2 separate regions of the Gossypium hirsutum genome follow, and region 2 is linked to region 1. Evidence: chromatin contacts called from public Hi-C data. All regions are on one chromosome and are shown on one strand. The core of a region is the stretch at or near the end of the contact, and the rest is flanking DNA. Distances in the headings are between cores, read along the strand shown.

Region 1 (6,946 bases), core at 105-2,604:
TTTATTCAAATCGTGACACCATCACAATTTGTTGTTAGGTTACTGATAATTTGGACAAAGGGATAAATATTAAAACTATACATAAACTTTGTTTAAATGAGCAATTTGATACATGAACTTTGATTTGATGCAATCATACACATGAAACTTTGATTATAGTTACACGAAACTTTAATTTTGATTCAATTGTAAACTTTTAAAGAAATAAATATATCGATTTATTTTTATATTTGATAAAGATAATTATTTGTATTTGTAATGTAAAATGGTGCTATATTGATAATTGTGTTGACGATTTGTGAAAACTAAATCAAATCAAAATTTCATGTATAAAATTATATAAAATCAAATTTCATATATGACATTGCACATTTGATAAAAGTTCATTTATAGTTTTAAAATTTACTCTCGTAGACAAAATAAATCATATCCAATTGATTTATCCATGATCCAACCATGTGTATTTTTTTGGGATGGTTAGGTTTTTTATGGGTATAAATCTATTGAATATGATATCTTTGTCTAAATTATTAATAATTTAAAAATAAATTATTTAAATATATAAAAATTAATTTGAAGGAATTTTTAATAGAAGGAATTAAAATAAAATAAAATATTATAGTATAACGACTCTTGGTAGATTAAGGGTGAGTTTGGATAGGCGATGCGTTTATCTGCGATTAGTGTAAAAACAGATGTGCCAGTAAAATTAGATACTGTAACGATACTGTAGTATGAAACAAAATATAAGCTAAACACACCGTACCACATCCAATCGTCCATCTAAACCCACCTTAAAAAAAAAAAAAGAAGAAGAAGGGAGAATCGACATCCCAACCTGAAGCAAGTAAGTAAACACTCAACACGAAAAATAGAGGAACACGAAATTTCGCCACCAAATTACTGCATGTCAAAACTAAATTCATTAGCCACCCACCTAAGTTTGCGCCACGTGGAAAATCAGTCCAAATCATGATTCACTGGACTGGCCCCACGAAAAAGCTAACCCATCTTTTTCAATTACCACATAACATAACATACTAACCACAACAAGATTAAAATGATTTTGCTAAATTACTTTGAAAGGATTTGGCCGAGGTTCTAAATTTAATTTTAAATTTTCTTACAAAACAATAATATTTAGTTAAAAATTAATGAAAAGACATTTGTATGAAATTATATTAAAATTTTAGTTTTTATAATTAACACTAAATTCATCCTTAAATTAATAAAATAATTATGTTTCCATATTTATTATGAATGAATAACAAAATACTGAATCCGGTAGAGGTAAGTCAAAATTACTGTTTCAAATGCATAAAATTTAATTATAATATTAATTTTTTGATAAACGAAAAAGTGAAGTCCCCGTCGTTTCCTTATCTCACCAATTAACGCTTTCAAACAGCATAGACAACAAAAGCTTTGAGTTTTCTTTTTATTATTAGTTTTCATTTCAGTTTTATAGTTTGTTGAAATGGTTTAAGGCTTTAAGGAGAGATTCAAAATCCTACTCTCCGGGGAAAAGAGAGAGATAGGCGTACACTTCAATGGGTCTTTGCACCTCCAAACCCTCCCCAAACCCTTCTGATTCTACAAATGCCTCTATCAATACCCGGAATAACGATATCTACCGCAAGCCTAACTCTGTTTCGGCTTCTCCTTTACCTGATGGAGTAAACTCCAAGGAAGATCAAGGTAAACAAGGAGAAGAAGAAAAAGAAAGCTCCAATCCCAACAATGAAGGCAAGAAATCGCCGTTTTTCCCGTTTTATAGTCCCAGTCCAGCTCACTACTTGTTTTCCAAAAAGTCTCCTGCGAGATCTTCAACCAATTCCACTCCAAAACGGTTTTTCAGGAGGCCATTCCCTCCGCCGTCTCCGGCGAAGCATATTAGGGCAGTGCTTGCGCGGAGGCACGGGTCTGTGAAGCCGAATGAGGCCGCGATCCCGGAAGGAAGCGACGCAGAGGCAGCGGGAGCTACCGGTACCGGACTGGATAAGAGCTTCGGCTTCTCGAAGCACTTCGGGAGCAAATATGAGCTCGGAGACGAAGTAGGAAGAGGCCATTTCGGTTATACTTGTACGGCGAAGTTTAAGAAAGGAGAGCTTAAAGGACAACAAGTTGCCGTTAAAGTTATACCTAAAGCGAAGGTTTCATTTTAATTTTCTTTTTGTTTTTATCTACTTTATTTATTTTAATCTTAGAACTTTTGCCTTTTTGCGCTTATGGATTTGAATTAAAATTCTTTGACAGTGAAAAAAACGAGATCCGACTAGAAGACCCTCAGTTAGATTTTTATACTTACTGGAAATAAGAAAATGAATTTAAATATTGAATTTGCTGATTTTTTTTAACAGAGTAATCATAACTCGGAATTAAAATGTATACTCACGGAGTTATGTTCTACAATTTTATTTCTGTATAATAGCTATTTTGTGCCTTGAATTGATATGTTATGCTTGTTGATTTTTGTGTTTTTGTTTATAGATGACTACTGCAATTGCCATTGAGGATGTTAGAAGGGAGGTAAAAATATTAAGAGCTCTATCTGGACATAGCAATTTAGTACAATTCTATGATGCCTACGAGGACCATGATAATGTCTACATAGTGATGGAGTAAGTACCATACGAAAACATGAACTCGGTTTTGGGTTCAGTGTGTTCAGGATCATTTGGTTTGATGATTTGTGATGGGTTCTAATTAGTTACTATGTATCTTTCAGATTATGTGAAGGAGGGGAGCTCTTGGACAGAATTCTTTCTAGGTATTTCTTTTCTTCTAATAATAGCTACTTCTGATTCTGATTCCAAAATAAGAGTTTGAGGCTGAATGTACTTAGTTTGGATTTGATTACCTATCAAGTGTATTCTTCTAATCATGCAGGGGCGGAAAATACACTGAGGATGATGCAAAAGCTGTGATGATTCAGATACTTAACGTTGTTGCTTTTTGCCATCTCCAGGGTGTTGTGCACCGGGATCTTAAACCTGAGGTGAATATCTTTCCAGTTCTAATAAGGTTTCTGATTTTTTTTTTCTGGGTGGTATTACACTGGTTTTGTGGTCCCATATAAGATTTCTAAGGTTTATGTAAGGCTTTTCCTTGAGGATAACCTTGTGCCAAGTATTCTGGTTAAGCAGTCACCGAAGCCTAGCCACTACTGCTTGTTTTCTTGGTTGTGCTTCATTCTAGCATATTTCATTTTCATCTTCTTAGCAGCAGAGGTTTTAATAGGTATATAATAAAAATTTGCCCATTGCCCACCTGATATTATACTAAATTTAGCTATTTTCTGTGACCAGAATTTCTTGTTTACATCAAAGGATGAAAATTCACAATTGAAGGCTATAGACTTTGGCTTGTCTGATTTTGTGAAACCGGGTTTGTACTCAAATTCGTATTGCTTAAGCCATAGTGCTTTAGTTATTTGATTAATTTCTTCATGTTTTCTTTTTCCTTTTCAATTTCAGATGAAAGGCTTAATGACATTGTTGGTAGTGCATACTATGTAGCACCAGAAGTTCTACATAGGTCTTACAGTACAGAAGCAGATGTCTGGAGTATAGGTGTGATTGCTTATATTCTTTTGTGTGGTAGTCGTCCATTTTGGGCTCGAACAGAGTCTGGGATTTTTGGAGCTGTTCTAAAAGCTGATCCAAGTTTTGATGAAGCACCTTGGCCATCTCTATCTTCTGAGGCTAGGGATTTTGTGAAGCGTTTACTGAATAAGGACCCAAGGAAAAGATTGACTGCAGCCCAAGCTTTGAGTGCGTGGCTCATCTTCTGTCATATTCATTATTTTTACATTCTTGTAATTTTACTCACAATTGCTTGCCACAGGTCATCCCTGGATAAAAAAGTATAACGATGTGAAAGTGCCCTTGGATATACTGATATTCAAACTCGTGAAGGCTTATCTGCGCTCTTCATCTCTTCGGAAGGCTGCTTTAAGGGTGCGTATATGGTGATTAGAGGTGCCCATAGGCTGGGCCGGGGCTCAATTAAAAAAAAAAACTCAGGCCTGCCCACCCAAAAGCTTATATTACTGTTTAAAAATAATAAAATATTAAAAATATAATTTTATATTAATATTTATATTATTAAATTTAATTAAAACTATTTAAAAGTATTTAATTTAAATTCGGGTTGGGTCAGGCCGAGGACAAAAATCCTTATCCAAGCCTGGCTCAGGTTGATAATGTGAACTTTTTCCTCATCCTGCATGGGATTTCTAGCTCTTATACCCTTCTATTGGTAATTTTTGCAGGCCCTGTCTAAAACTTTGACTGTGGATGAGCTGTTTTACTTGAAGGAGCAGTTTGCATTATTGGAACCAAATAAAAATGGCACTATAAGCTTAGAAAATATCAAAGCGGTTGGTTCCTTCCCTGTTCATAATCTTGAAAATTTTTGGCAGTTTTCTTGTGAATAGTATCTAATGCTATCGCTCTGGTCAGGCTCTGATGAAAAATGCAACAGATGCTATGAAGGATGCTCGCATCCCTGAGTTTCTTGCATCGGTAGGTGCTTCATCTTTTTCTGTTTTGTTTGGAAATGCATATAAATTTAAGAGGTGGTATGAATCTCTAATTGTGTACGGTTTCCTTTTGTGGTAGCTAAATGCACTTCAATACAGACGGATGGACTTTGATGAGTTCTGTGCAGCTGCATTAACTGTTCATCAGCTGGAGGCTCTTGATCGGTGGGAACAACATGCACGTTGTGCTTACGAAATCTTTGAGAAGGAAGGAAACAGACCTATTGTCATTGAAGAGCTAGCTTCGGTATGTTGATCTCCCCTGCAAAGTTTTTGCATCTATGCCTCATTCGGATGATTATTTAATTCCTTTGAGTAGGCTGACAGGTATGGACAACTTACTAAGTCATATGCATGACAATTATGTTTTGAACCTTTGCTAGAATTATAGACTTCAATTTTCACCTATTTGAGAAAATGATTTGCCCTTCGATTTTGTCATTTTATCTTCACATGGACTACTGATTCTTGGACTACACAGGTTACTACAACACCTCACTATTAAGGATATCGAAAGAAGAGAGAGAATGAATAATGTTTGAGATAAAAAATTAACTTTTTTCTTGCTCGTCAGCATCAATTGTAATTAAGAGAGCTGTGCAGTCTATATAAAATTTGTTGCACAATTGTGAAGGTATTGTGTAATAGATGATAGAAAGAGTGATTTAAGGGGCATTTATTTCCCTTTAGTGGGCCTTTAAGTCTCATTTAATTCTCTTTTATTTTTTGTAGATTTCAACTACTATTGATGGTAATGTTTATTATGGTTTATGTTACTTGGGCTCAATGCGTGTATTGGATACATATGTATGTCCGACATGCATATGTTCATTTTTTAGCTTCTCCATGCATTTGGAGGATTTTATACCCATACTTGTGCTCGAAAAGGGTACAACATAAGTACTTCAAGAAAAATGAGGAGCCTAAATTATTGTGGCTTCTTTTTCATGAGATTTTGGGATTTGCTGATATTTGCCGTAAGGCATCCTTTAAAGAGTGCAGTTGATATACTATTTATAGTAATAACGTTATATGAAATGCGGTTGTTGATATCTTTATTCATAACTTAAAATAAATTTAACATTGCAAATACTTAGTTTCTGTGTTATCTTAAGCAGTGAGGTTCCATTTCTTTCTTCTGTTTTGCTTTATTGGGATGTTTGTAAGATCTTGAAGCAACAGAAGCTTAGACTAACCTCTGGCATTTTTACCATTACCTTTCAGGAACTCGGACTGAGCCCATCCGTGCCTGTTCATGCTGTTCTTCATGACTGGATTAGGCACACTGATGGGAAGCTAAGTTTTCTCGGATTTGTCAAATTATTGCACGGTGTATCTAGCTGAACCATCGCAAAAGCTCAATAGAAGCCGTAAAACTTCGTAAGAGCTCTAATGAGCTGGTATGGCTAATAAAAGGATCAGGTGAGGTGTTTGCTAGGCTATAACCTGAATATGATAAAGAGGTAGAGTGAATTTTGCCGTCGCAATCAATGCCCCTACCCCAACCTCTTCGATTATGGCTTATTTCATTTGTCTAGCACAAGCTTATTGAACCCCCCCCCCCCAAAAAACATAATTGAAGCCAATGAACCTCCTGCAAGTGCAACTTAACATTGACCAAGCTTTAGTCATTTTATGTTTTTTTTCCCCACTGTAAAGTTGAAAGAATGTGTTAAATATAAATATAAATATATATATCTAAACAGACTTGATAAATCTGACATATTTCGTCAAGCCCCCGTGAGATCATTGATTGCTGATGTATCATCATCTCCTGTGTTCTATAACGTGTATCAAGTATTCTTGTCCTTAAAATTCTCTACGTGTCTTTAAACCAATCTTGATTGTGTGCTTCCATAGCTGTTCTTCTATGGATTTGAATTTAGATGATTGCCTGATTTGATCCGTTCAATTACTTCACTTTTAAAATTCAATAAAATTATTTGTTCTAGCGTCAGAGGTTAGTAAAACCATAATTTGTTAGTTTGTATTAATATAAAAACTTAAAAAAGAGAGATATGGGCAGATCTTAATCTTGTTGCCGAGTCAAAATATTTTATTGTCGTTGTTACGATTGTACGGACCATAATGCAAAAGCAAGAGCAATACCCAGGGGATAAGGGTAACTAAATGGTCAACTCAGTCAGTATTTTTTATATTTAATCAACTTTTTTTGATCAAATATATATATTAATAAACTTAATCAATATTTTATTATTATAATACTTAACCGGTTGTTTAAGACTTATTTCTAATGTTTTAATTATATATTAATAATATTTTTAAAATAATTAGATTTTATTACACTCGGATGAATGCAATAGGTAACAAATTAAAAAAAAATTATTTGATCTTTCAACTTTATAAAAACAATATTTTAGCTCTGTATTTAATTTTTAATCT
Region 2 (6,778 bases), core at 3,357-5,856, 140 kb after region 1:
ATTCATGGAATCTTGAAGATAGACAAGCTTATTTTGCTTAATTAGGTGAGTATTCTTGTCCCGTTTTTAATGATTTTTATGTTTCCGAGATCATAACAGCTTAATCTAACTATCTTGGGGATTAATTTGTAAAACTATTAAAGTGTTAGGGTTTTGTCTTGGTTGAGTATAGTTGATGTATGAAGTTTTATGGTAGAAAATGAAAGGTTGTTGATAGATAAACAACTTTTGTAAGGAGAATTTTGATAAAATTATGATTTAGGGACTAAATTGAAAAGATGAAAAATTTATGGAAAAATCCTAAATTTTGTGAAATACATGGGATTCTATGGATATGTATGAAAATCAGTTAGGCTTGAAATAAGGATTAAATTGTATGAATTTTATTTTCTGAGCATAGGGACAAAATTGTAATTAATTAAAAGTATAGGGGCAAAATAGTAATTTTCCAAAGATATGTATTGGGCCGAATTGAATATGAATTATATTAAATTGAGTTAAATTTATTCGTATAGATCTGGATGGACCTAACACGGAGTTAGATCGAGGAAAAGAGAAAGTTTCAAATTAGTAGCTTACGAATTTACGTACACTTGTCGAGGTAAGTTTGTGTGACTAAATTGTATATTTATATGTTTTAAATTGAATATTATTGTGTGTGATTTGTATAAAATGCCATGTATAATATCGACCACATATCCCACAAGTACCGAGTCCCGTTTGAACCTTAAAAATTTGAAGGATACAAATGACATGTCATTAGGGTTCCCGAATTGGTTGTAATCCTGCATGTGTTGCGGACACACCACAACTCTTATGAGCGTCTTGATATTTGGCTCTCACAAGCTTCCCAATACTTGGCTCTCACGAGCTTCCCGTTATTTAGCTCTCATGAGCTTCCTGATTAATGACTCTCTTGAGCTTCCTGTTATACAACTCACGTGAGCTTCCCGTTATATGGCTCGGAAGAGCTTCCCGTTTACATGTTTGTATAAACATACATGTACATGAATTGACAGATTACAGTTTTGTACACTTTGTGTGTACTACCCGTTTATCCAACGATATTTTAAATGGTTCAACGGGCTAAGTTCTGATATGAGATAATATAAGTTCGAAACGAACTATTACCCGTATATACATGAAGTACATGGAAATGATATTACTTGATATAGTAAAGCATGAAATGATTGTTACATGTATGTGAAACTTGTTTGATGACTTTGTTCATCCATGATGACGGGCTATTATATGTGCTTACATGGCTAACGTGTTGAAGATATGTGTTTAAGCTTTTGGCCAAGTTGATTGGAATATGTTTTGTATGCTTACCTTATTTGTGAAATAATGGTAAGTTAAATTCCATGTTATACGAACTTACTAAACTTAAATGCTTACTCTGTTTTATTTTCCCTGTTTTATAGTAATTTGGAAGCATGATTTGGTTGGAAGCTGGTCGAAGTTACTTCACACTATCCATCGGCCCATTTCGGTATATATAGTAAATCAATTTTGGTTATAATGGCATGTATAGGTTAATTTGGTCAAATGTTAGCATGTAAATGTTTTGTTGTGATTAGCCATTTGAATGACTTGTGTTTGATATATTTTGATATATATATATATGGCTTATCATGTTTGATGTGTGTTTGATATGTTTGAGTGACGATGAACTTATAAGTATATTGATGATTGGTTTGAATTAGTATATTTGGCATAATTAAGCATATATGTGGTTGGACCAATAGGTGATTGTGAATGTTGATTGACATGTTATAAGATGTTATTTGAGGTGCCTAAAGGCATATTGGTTGTATGTTATGGTAACACATGTTTAGGACATGATTCTAGCTTGATTTAAATGTCTTGTTATGGCTTGGTGATGTGCAAATTAATGTGTATAGGTTGATGTATGTGGCTTGGAAAATGACCTATTTTCGTCCACACGGGCAGAGACACGGGAATGTGTCTCAGCCGTGTGTGACACATGGCTAGATGACACAGGCGTGTGTCCCCTGCACATTTGAAAATTTTTTAATGTTTTTCGAAAAATTCTTTGAGTACCCGATTTAGTCCCGACTTGTTTCTAATGTGTATTTTGGGCCTCGAGGGCTCACATAAGGGACATTATGCTTGATTACAACTGGTTTCTGATATGAATGCTATATGATATGAAATATCTATTCATTTGTTTTGTAAATTTCGGTAATGCTCTGTAACTCTATCCCGGCGACGGATACGGGTTAGGGGTGTTACACAAAAAGATGAATGTTTTAATAATGAGTCAACTTATGTTATATGCAATGTGAGACCAACATCTATGACAAGCTACACAACAACCCAATTGCAAGGTGAGTTCCAACTGCCATTGCATCTAGGACATGTTTTTTCATATTTGTTTTATGGTTCATGTTCAGTGTTTGTGGTTATCCCTCTTAATAATGTTGTCTCGAAGGTTCGAACCCGCATTCTCTTCTTAGGAGTGCAATGTGCCTTACCACTACACCCAACACTTGTTTATTGGATTAACTCATGTTTAATTTGCAAAAATAAATTGTTACATTCAATACTCACACATATATATAGTTAGTATTTAGTACACTTACTTTTTTTTGTTCCACCAACCTTAAAAAATTGTTATGTATCAATTATTTTAAATATTTATTTTTTTAATATTTTATTATACCCCTATAATATAATTGTTAATCCTCTAACCCTACTCGTGGAGCTAAAAACTCCACTAACAACAAGGTACCAAATATTTTTCTTATATATACCCAATATTATTTACTAATTTCAAGCTTGTTTGTCTTACCAGCTATTAGCATGCTTACAGTTTGGTTTTTCCTTTTCTTTTTTTTTTTTATACGAGCATGCTCAAAATTAATCAAGAGTGAAGGGCACCAACCAAAAGAGAGGGTCCCTCCACCAACGTTGAATGCACTAAAGAAATATTTGGCAATTTTGTCCTGATCGATCAAGTCAAATGAAGCAAATGACGAGCCCCAATTCGCCGTTCCTCAACCTCTCCACTTAAGAGTTGAATAAATTTGATAATTAAAAATCTCCCAAAAGGACCTTTTTCTTTTTTAATGGTTCCTGCAGCTAAGGAAGTCCTCAGCCTCTGCAACTGATTGGCATGCACAGAAGGAAGGCAGCTAAAGACTTTTCTTTCTTTCTTTTTTTACCTTTTTGGCTTTTGCAATGAACAAAAACATTTGATTCTGTGTTGTGCTAGGCTGTAAAATGCACGTGATCTTTTGATTCATTCCTATTCTTAACTGGTCCTGTTACTCCAATACTTAAATTTCCCAATTCTATAGTTTGTGTTGCACTGCCTCACATGGTTTGTGTCTCTTTGAGCTTACTCAATTCTTTTCACATATTTGAAGCATTATACGTTGTATATAAATACATATATGCTCTGAGGGTTTCTCCATTCTTTCAACTTCCTTTTCTTATAGACGATATCCGAAAGAAATGTCAATATTACAGTATTTAGTGAATATCAATCAAACCTCAAATCCGCCATTTGAACTTCAGATTTCATAAAACGGCATGCAACTTAGAGGAGTTTGACATCTTAAGTAGAATAAATAAACTTCTTACACTAAATTTGATATTAGTATTATTTTTACGCATTTGTTACGAACCCCATTCGTCCATCAAGAAGTTATGATGGGCCATCTTCAATTCTATAACCAAGTTGGTAATCTTGTTCATTACGGCTTTTTTTTTCCCTAGCATATGCCTCGGTTGCTTGGGCTCCTTTGGATACCGAAGCAATTCCAGTACGGTGTTTAAAAGATTTTTTTGGTGCAATCACACCATTCTTTCTGTTTGGATAATTTTACCCCAGTTTACTAGACGACCTGGATATTAGTGGGACTAAAATGTTTCACTGACGGAAAAATTATAGGTTTATTTACTTAAAAAATAAAAACAATTTTAGAATTTAATAAATCATTAATTATTTATTTTGAATAAATTATTTATTTTAATTTCAGTCAATTTAAATTATTTATTAGCTCTTCAAATATATTTTATACCACTTTAATGATTGAGCTATAGGCAAAGAAGGAACTATAAAATGTAAAAATCCACGAATTTCATTGGCTCACTGACTTCACTAAATATATGTTACAAACACTCAAACCTAAGGTACCTGAAACTGAAATTTAAACTAAGATAAGACAACACAAATAGAAACCGAACCACTTAAGCTGAAATCTTTTCTAGGATAGGAATCTGTGTGGCACTATAATACCATCTGTCTGTCTTCAAAGTAAGGATGTTTTGACCTAGTTTTGAATGGAATGGCCGATACCAGGACTGTGTCCAGGAGATGTGCGCCTGAAATCTTGGTCGTTTTTCGGCGGCGAGGCTCCAATTACCGCAGTTGGTGGTGAAGGTGGAGACTTGGTTTTGTTAACACCATAAATTTTGGGATCAACAATACTCCTACTTTCCTTTGCTAGGATTCTATTAAATGTTCTCACCTTCTGATTCTGCTCCAAAATCAAACGCGTTCCTAAAATTCCCTGAATTTCCAGGAAGAGAGCAAGCGAAAGGAGAACAAGAATAGAGAGAAGATTGTTTTGGGCCATATATAATATAGGTAAAGCCTAAAATGTGGAATTAAAACAAGTGAAGAAGAAGATACTTAGCAACTTTGCTTATAGACTTCTTCGTTCCCCATGGTGCTAGCTCTATTTATAGACGAAGATCGATCGAGAAAAGAGGTGTCAAAAGACTGATAAATATATATATATAAAAGGTGTAAATAAATTACATAATCTTTCTCCACATGCGGCCATAGAGCTTAGGTTATGGTCACTTAAACTCCAACAACAGTTTGCATGGGCCATGCAACTGTTCTTTATTCATTTATTCTCCTCCTCTTCTTAACCTAATGTGATTTCTACTATATATTATTCTCTTATAAGAGTTATGAGTTGTCTACTAATATCAATTAAAGACTTTCAGTCTATCAATATATCCTTTTGTACATGTGATCTATTTTATTGAATACATAGAGTAGTGTACTTAATTAACTTAGCCCCCACCTGCTCACCATTAAGAGTTTATAAAAACATATTTGTGTCAAGAATCTTTTAATATATTGTCTTGTTGTGTACCATGTACAATATATTCAGCTTTCCAACTCAAATTCCCGGCTGTTATAACCCCCCCCATTCTCTCTCTCGTTTCTTTGTAGCTTCTAAAAGTGAAGTGACTTGTAGGTTTTAGAAGCTATGAAAAGCATTTGCAATTGAAGCTGATTTTGCTTTCTGCAACTTCTTGCTGTTGGACCTAACAATTTAATGCTTACTATTTGTTATAATTTCCGAGGGAAAGACTAAACAGGGCTATATATTTTCTGTATACCCGACCTAAAAGAGGCTTAGATAATCAGCCTACACCCACAGTGAAATTGAACTAAAAGAGGCCTTTTAATTCCTTAGATTGGGCTGGAATGGGATGATCATGCATTCTTTTTTTCTTTACAATAACTTTGGAGGGAAATTTTTAAAATTCTTAAGTAATTTAGCAATAAGATATTATGAGATAGTAGTATTTGTGTTTTTTTAGGTAACATGCTTTTAAAAGAAATTAAGTTGTTGAAATTTCGAGAGATAGAAGTTAATTATAAAAGAAGAGCAATGGTTTTCGAAATAAAATAATACATATTAGTATAAAATATATATGCAATATAGGTGCATCAAATTTTCTACAAATTTATAAATATTATGAGTGAATATTTGGTACATTAACTGTGTATTTTTTATTTCATAAATAATCTTAAAAAATTAACATGTGTCTTCTTTTAAATACATTTATATTTTTAATAACTTATTATATCTATATAGGATACTTGTTAACTCTCGATCTGTTTGTGCAGTTTAAAAATTTCACTAACAGTGTACCAAATATTTTTTCAAATATTATTTTAATAATATAAGGTGATTATTTGATACACTTGTGAAGTCTAAAAAATTTCCACCGACGATGGGATAATTTTCCTATAAATTACATAATATATGTTATTTACATTTTTTTAATAGTAAGATTATGTGAATTAAGGGTATATTTGAACACTACAAATTAATTGTATGGGAGTGTAATTATCAGGATAGCAATTAATTACATCTTTTTTAATTACAAACAATTCTTATTCTTAAGATGTGTTTGACTAGTAGAGTGCAATTCTATTTTAATTTGAACTTAAAAAAAAAAGATAAAAATAAAGTTTTAAAGTCACTATGATTCATTGACCATGCGCTTCTCTCCATTTTCACACCCCTCCAAAGAATCCAAAGAATTGAATAGTGTAAATAGGGGTGAACAAAATTCGATTCAAGTAAAAAAATTAAAATTTTCTTCGATTTTCGAGTTAATCGAACTGGGTTATTCTTTTTTTTTTCAAATCAACTCAAACAACTGGTTTGATTTTTTGAATTTGAGTCAAATTGAATTTTACAACTCAAATAATAAATTGATGTAAATACTCAGTGGGTCCCTGACAGTTTTGAAAATGTGCAAATTGGTCCCTTTAAAAATTACAAAAAATTCAAAATATTTATAAAATATTTTTTTCCAATTTTTATAAATATTATATAATTAAAAATATTAAAAATTATACAATAATGCTAAATTATACTCTCTCTTTTTAATTCTAAAATAATAATTTTAAGGCTTTAAACAAATAAATTATCAAATCAAATTTATCATTCCAATTATCTTATCTTCTTTCTCTTATTTTTGTTTTGAAGAGAGT

Evidence for each region. A called contact is a pair of places that touch in the nucleus more often than the background predicts.
Region 2: a contact with region 1 is called in a Hi-C map of leaf, with 1.7 times the contacts expected there. The contact joins the promoter of LOC107941473 here to the promoter of LOC107945410 in region 1. A contact is called at or near these places in 3 of 34 Hi-C or Micro-C datasets (all in leaf).

The regions. Positions count from the first base shown.
Region 1 is chrD12:14,131,341-14,138,286 of Gossypium_hirsutum_v2.1, forward strand. It overlaps LOC107945410 (CDPK-related kinase 5), which reads left to right and starts at 1,355. Exons shown (of 11, transcript XM_016879416.2): 1 at 1,355-2,153; 2 at 2,491-2,621; 3 at 2,729-2,770; 4 at 2,890-2,998; 5 at 3,309-3,387; 6 at 3,477-3,773; 7 at 3,847-3,959; 8 at 4,274-4,381; 9 at 4,464-4,526; 10 at 4,623-4,790; 11 at 5,768-6,455. The coding sequence starts at 1,551. The coding sequence ends at 5,887.
Region 2 is chrD12:14,271,903-14,278,680 of Gossypium_hirsutum_v2.1, forward strand. It overlaps LOC107941473 (precursor of CEP5), which reads right to left and starts at 4,607. Exons shown (of 1, transcript XM_016875043.1): 1 at 4,302-4,607. The coding sequence starts at 4,607. The coding sequence ends at 4,302.